Linked DNA regions of Arabidopsis thaliana: region 1 is linked to region 2. The links are chromatin contacts, called in public capture Hi-C maps. All regions are on one chromosome and are shown on one strand. Each heading gives the region's core, a stretch centred on a gene start, on an enhancer-like site or on the middle of the called end of the contact. The rest is flanking DNA. Distances are from core to core; before and after follow the strand shown. Region 1 holds the start of AT1G08270 (vacuolar protein sorting-associated protein). Region 2 holds the start of LIG1 (DNA ligase 1).

Evidence for each region. Capture Hi-C pulls out chosen DNA fragments and counts their contacts.
Region 1: a contact with region 2 is called in a capture Hi-C map of seedling, with 1.8 times the contacts expected there. The contact joins the promoter of AT1G08270 here to the promoter of LIG1 in region 2. A contact is called at or near these places in 3 of 26 Hi-C or Micro-C datasets (callus and root) and 1 of 3 other capture datasets (seedling).

What each region holds. Positions count from the first base shown.
Region 1 is chr1:2,606,254-2,608,953 of TAIR10.1, reverse strand. AT1G08270 (vacuolar protein sorting-associated protein) reads left to right here and starts at 1,447. Exons shown (of 3, transcript NM_202063.1): 1 at 1,447-1,977; 2 at 2,069-2,271; 3 at 2,386-2,685. The coding sequence starts at 1,617. The coding sequence ends at 2,106. It overlaps TIL1 (DNA polymerase epsilon catalytic subunit), which reads right to left. Exons shown (of 49, transcript NM_100699.6): 49 at 2,062-2,431. The coding sequence ends at 2,062. AT1G08280 (Glycosyltransferase family 29 (sialyltransferase) family protein) reads right to left here and starts at 1,077. Exons shown (of 1, transcript NM_100701.3): 1 at 1-1,077. The coding sequence starts at 546.
Region 2 is chr1:2,546,663-2,549,362 of TAIR10.1, reverse strand. LIG1 (DNA ligase 1) reads left to right here and starts at 1,417. Exons shown (of 17, transcript NM_100689.5): 1 at 1,417-2,333; 2 at 2,454-2,570; 3 at 2,699-2,700. The coding sequence starts at 1,548. CHX6B (cation/H+ exchanger 6B) reads left to right here. Exons shown (of 4, transcript NM_179279.3): 3 at 1-25; 4 at 113-867. The coding sequence ends at 544.

The sequences.
Region 1 (2,700 bases), core at 198-2,697, 60 kb before region 2:
ATTCCCAACCACTGCACAAGATAAGTATCTTTCACTCGAAATCGAAACAACACCATTGTGAACATCAATCGGATTCTTAACTAATCTGATCAAATCTAACATGATATTAGGTTCATAAGCTCTTCTACGAGCCCAAAGCCGTAAATTTCTTTTGAACTCTGACCAGTAACGATAAGCCTGAGAAGAACGAAGCGTTACCGGAAACTTGGAGGAGGAAGCAATGTCTCTACTCACACGGCGTTGTTGCTCGCTTGGTCTTATTGACATGGAGCTGAAATGTCGACGGTGGCTTCTCCGAGTGTGGTCGTAATCGGAAATCAAATCGACTTCCTGTTTGAAGTTAGGTTCTCCGGGATCAATGGCGGCGAACTCGAGCAATGTCTCGTTGAATACAATATCTTCAGTCATGAGACCGGAGGAACCAAGCTCAGCGATGGCGGAAGCGAAGGAGAAGCTGCTCCGACGAATCGCCACTCTGCAGATGAGTGTAGCGGCGAAGAAGGCGAAGAGAAGAGCACTGAAGAGAGGTCTAACGGATCGTTTCATCGACGCCGCCGTGATAGATGAGAAAGAAAGAAAGTCGGAAGCTTTTAAACCCCCAATAATTGACGGCGCGGGTCGGATTTTGAAGTCGGATCCATTAACGGGTCTAATGGTAAAGGAGAGAACTTTGAGAAATCTGTATTCAAAATCTTCACAGGAGCTTTAGAAAACTCATGATTCTAAATTAGCAAGGAAGTTAAAACATAAAAAAATGTAAAATTGAAGTCAAAAAGAAGGAGACGACATTGACATTGTTGGTTTCTTGGTTAGGGAAAGAAAGTTTTCAAATGAAGTTAAAGGAAGGTGGTGAGTGAGAGAGATATGGGGAGGTCCTTAAATGGAGGAGATCTGAAGAAAGACGAAAGATCCAATTCAATAAACTAATCATTCTTTACTTCTCTCTCTCTCTTTCTTTTTCTGGAGGTGCAAGCCATGATCTTAATTGCGCTATAGAAAGAAAGATTAAAGAAGAAAGAGTGGGTTCATAAATCATATACAAAGAGGTTATTTTGGGAAACCATTATCTGGTTCGGGTATTACTCTCTCTAGCCGTACGTAGAGAGACTTGTCAATTAGGTTCTATGTCTGCGTCTTTTGCCTAACCCTATTGGAGTCGTTGGACACACAAAATTTAAGCCCATTAAATGAACCTTTTAAACCCATTTTTGGTCCGGTATTAAAACCAGCGAGTATTCTCCTTGTCATTCATCAAAACAGTTAGAAACTCAGACGCCTGGACGTCTTTGTGTTCTACACACAAACACTCTGTTGTTTCTATTTTCAAACGTCAAAAAAAAATCAAAATTTTCCTTTCTCTCTGTTAGCCTCACCGACTTCAAAACTCTCTGCTTTCCCTTAAATTTCTGATCATGGATCAACCACGCTTCTCCTAGGGTTTCTTTAATCATCTGATTTTTTTCGATAAATTATTCAATTTTATGATTGAAGGAATTTATTTCTATAAACCCTAAAAAAAATATGTACAGTAATTTCAAAGAACAAGCGATCGAGTACGTTAGACAAGCGGTAAAGAGGACAATGCTGGTAACTACAACAAAGCTTTTCCTTTGTACATGAACGCGCTTGAATACTTCAAAATCTATCTCAAATATGAGAAGAACCCTAGGATCAGAGATGCCATCACCGACAAGTTCTACGAGTATCTCCGTCGTGCTGAGGAAATTCGTGCGGTATTAGTTGAAGTTGGATCGGGGAAAGGATCGAATGGCGACGCAGCGGTTGCTACGAAGCCTAAGACTAAGCCCAAAGACGGAGGAGATGGAGAAGAATCAAAGCTTCGAGCTGGGTTAAACTCTGCTATTATAAGGGAAAAGCCTAACGTTAAGTGGACAGTTGTTGCTGGGCTTGAAAGTGCCAAACAAGCTTTAAAGGAAGCTGTGATTTTGCCTGTGAATTTTCCACAGTTCTTCACCGGTAAATATTTGAGAGCTTGAAAAAGGTTGTAAACCTATGCACAAATCAATTAACCTATAAACGATGTCTTTCTCTATTGTTTTGTTAATAGCTAGGGCCATATATGATCCAAGAGATGTATTCTTCTAACAGTCTAAACTTCTGGCGCTTTGCTATATCCATGAATATCTCCATCCTCTTGCTGAACTCTGACCCACTCTCCTTGCATCTAAAGGAACCAGAACACTCACACTGCTCTGTCAAATGAGCCGCTTTCACCTGATTGCACCTAATGCACACTACATCCTGCATATGGTACATTCTTTCTCTCTGTCTCACCATCTCTAGAAGGCTACTCTCCATCTGCTCTCTGTCATATATCTTCCCACATTGTGTATCCGCACATGACCATTCTTTCTCTGTTAACAGTGCTGGGTCTCTGCATATATCTAGGTCTCTGTAGGCATCACAGTTGCTGCAACAAGAAAAACAGTACAATCAAAACTCAGTGTATACATTTCCAGCTGTCTTACTGCTTACTACTGCAAAAAAGTCAAGTATTTATTGTCTAGGATTTAGGGGTCTAAGTTTTCTTTTCTTTAGTGTTGCAAGTTTGATATTGCTGTGTAGATTTGATGTGATGATCACCACAAGGGTGAACCAGGATGTCTCTAAAGGAGGGGATTCGCAGGGATTTATGTTTGTGGCCAAAAGACAACTCGATTTCGGAAAACAATTTCTCTA
Region 2 (2,700 bases), core at 168-2,667:
CAAAGCCCTAGAATCTCCGTGCCGTGTAAGTAACTACATTCTTTTTTTTTTGTTTTTTTTTGTTTATTCTAAATGATGTTGAATATTTTTTATTTTCATACATTAAATGCAGGTGTGCTTGATTTACGTGGGTGGGAATGACGACAAAGAGGCCCTGGCATTAGCTGACCACATGAGAGGTAACCAACAAGTGATTCTAACGGTCTTGCGTCTGATCCCTACGTCTTATGCCGATGAGAGTAGCTTGAGGATTCATAGCCAAATGGTAGACATGAACCGTCATGAAGACCAAAGGCCTGGAGATAAGTCAACCATCATTGACTGGACGGTGGGAGATGGCACAGAGACATCCAAAATTTTGCACTCCGTGTCTTACGACTATGATCTATTCATAGTCGGTCGAAGAAGTGGGGTTGGTACTACAGTCACCAGAGGACTCGGGGATTGGATGGAATTCGAAGAACTTGGAGTCATTGGAGATTTGTTAGCATCTGAATATTTTCCTTCTAGAGCCTCCGTGTTAGTCGTCCAACAACAAGAGTGAGAAGCATTTATCCTGAAATTGAGTTAGCTTCAATCTTGGTTTATTTTCCTTATTGAAATTAAGATCCTTTACAAACAAAGTGTAACGGATCTTATAGGAAGCACACAATAGATTTTTTTGTGTTGTAAGGACTACAAAACACATGTTCATCATTCATGTATAGGGGAGAAATACATATACTAGGTGATGAGAAGGTAAATCATCGATCCCACAAATTAACAGGCGGATTTAGTGAAGAAATACAGGGTGCATGTGCAACCACTAAATTATTGAAATATGTGTTTTATTTTAATTCTACACTAAGATTTGTATCCTAATTGGCCAATTAAACAAGATAAAGATTAAAAGTTGAGGAACTCGTAAACAGCCCTTCACGCGCTTAATTTTTTAATTTTACGGAAAACAGCAATTTCGCATGGATTTCGGATAGGTGGCGTCTACGCGCTCATTGTGCGAATGAGTAAGATACTTAGATTTCACAGTTCGATAACCATACGCGTCACGTTTGGGCTGACATTATACTGTCTATTGGGCTATAACGATATTTTTTCCATATCATAGACCCACATAAAATAAAAAGGCCCAATAACAAAAATTTAAAACTAGGGCACAGTTTAGTGTATGAGTATCCATTAGTGATAGCATTTGATGTAATTTATAAAATATTATATTTACAATAACCTTTGAAATAATCATCACAATTTTGTCCAAATTTGAAGTTTTCAAAAAAATAAAATTTGATCATTGGGATCTATTAAAGATTTGGACTAACCCTAATTAGTAATTACAGGTAGAAACTCTGGATAAAAAATCGTATTCTTTCGGCAAATCCGAACCATCTTAAGATATCTTAGCCCGCTTCTTCAGGTGGTCCTAATTTGGCCCAACATAAAGGAGAGAGTGGCGGGTGAGAAATTCTGCCGCCAATATATTATCACCTTTCTTCAAGGTTGCAAACTTGCAACACCTGTCCTTTCTAAAACCCTAATTTCAAAATCGACTGATGTTAGCGATTCGATCGTCGAATTACCTCCGATGCATACCTTCTCTCTGTACTAAAACCCAAATCTCTCAATTCTCCTCCGTGTTAATCTCTTTTAGCCGCCAAATTTCCCACTTGCGTCTTAGCTCGTGCCATAGAGCCATGTCTTCTTCCCGCCCTTCTGCATTTGATGCTCTCATGTCCAATGCTCGTGCAGCCGCCAAGAAGAAGACTCCCCAGACAACTAATTTGTCTCGCTCGCCGAACAAAAGGAAAATTGGAGAAACCCAAGATGCTAATTTGGGCAAAACTATTGTTTCCGAAGGTACACTTCCAAAAACGGAGGATCTGCTGGAGCCTGTTTCTGATTCTGCAAATCCCAGATCGGATACATCGTCAATTGCGGAGGATTCAAAGACGGGAGCGAAAAAGGCTAAGACTTTGAGCAAGACAGACGAAATGAAGAGCAAAATTGGATTGCTGAAGAAGAAGCCGAATGATTTCGATCCTGAAAAAATGTCTTGCTGGGAGAAAGGGGAGAGAGTTCCGTTTCTGTTTGTCGCATTGGCTTTTGATCTGATCTCAAATGAAAGTGGCCGGATTGTGATTACTGATATTCTGTGTAACATGTTGAGAACTGTTATTGCCACTACTCCTGAGGATTTGGTCGCTACTGTTTATCTTTCGGCGAATGAGATTGCCCCGGCTCATGAAGGTGTAGAATTGGGAATTGGTGAGAGTACAATTATCAAGGCTATCTCTGAGGCTTTTGGTAGAACTGAGGATCATGTTAAGAAGCAGAATACGGTATGTTGACTTTTTAAAACTTTTGTTGCCTTGTAATTCAATGAGCTTGTCTGGTGTGGAATTGCTATAAGGTTTTTGAATAAGAAAATTAGCAGTTCTGAAATTGAACTTGATTTATAGGAACTGGGAGACTTGGGACTTGTAGCAAAAGGAAGCCGTTCGACTCAGACTATGATGTTCAAGCCCGAACCATTGACTGTTGTCAAGGTTTTCGATACGTTTCGACAAATTGCTAAGGTATTTATAACCTTGTGGCTTTTGAATGCTTGAAATTTTGTTTATGCTTTCAATTGAGATTCAGTCAACCGTCTTTTTGTCTGACTGCATAGAAGATGAGTGGGACTATTGCATGTTAACTATTACAGGA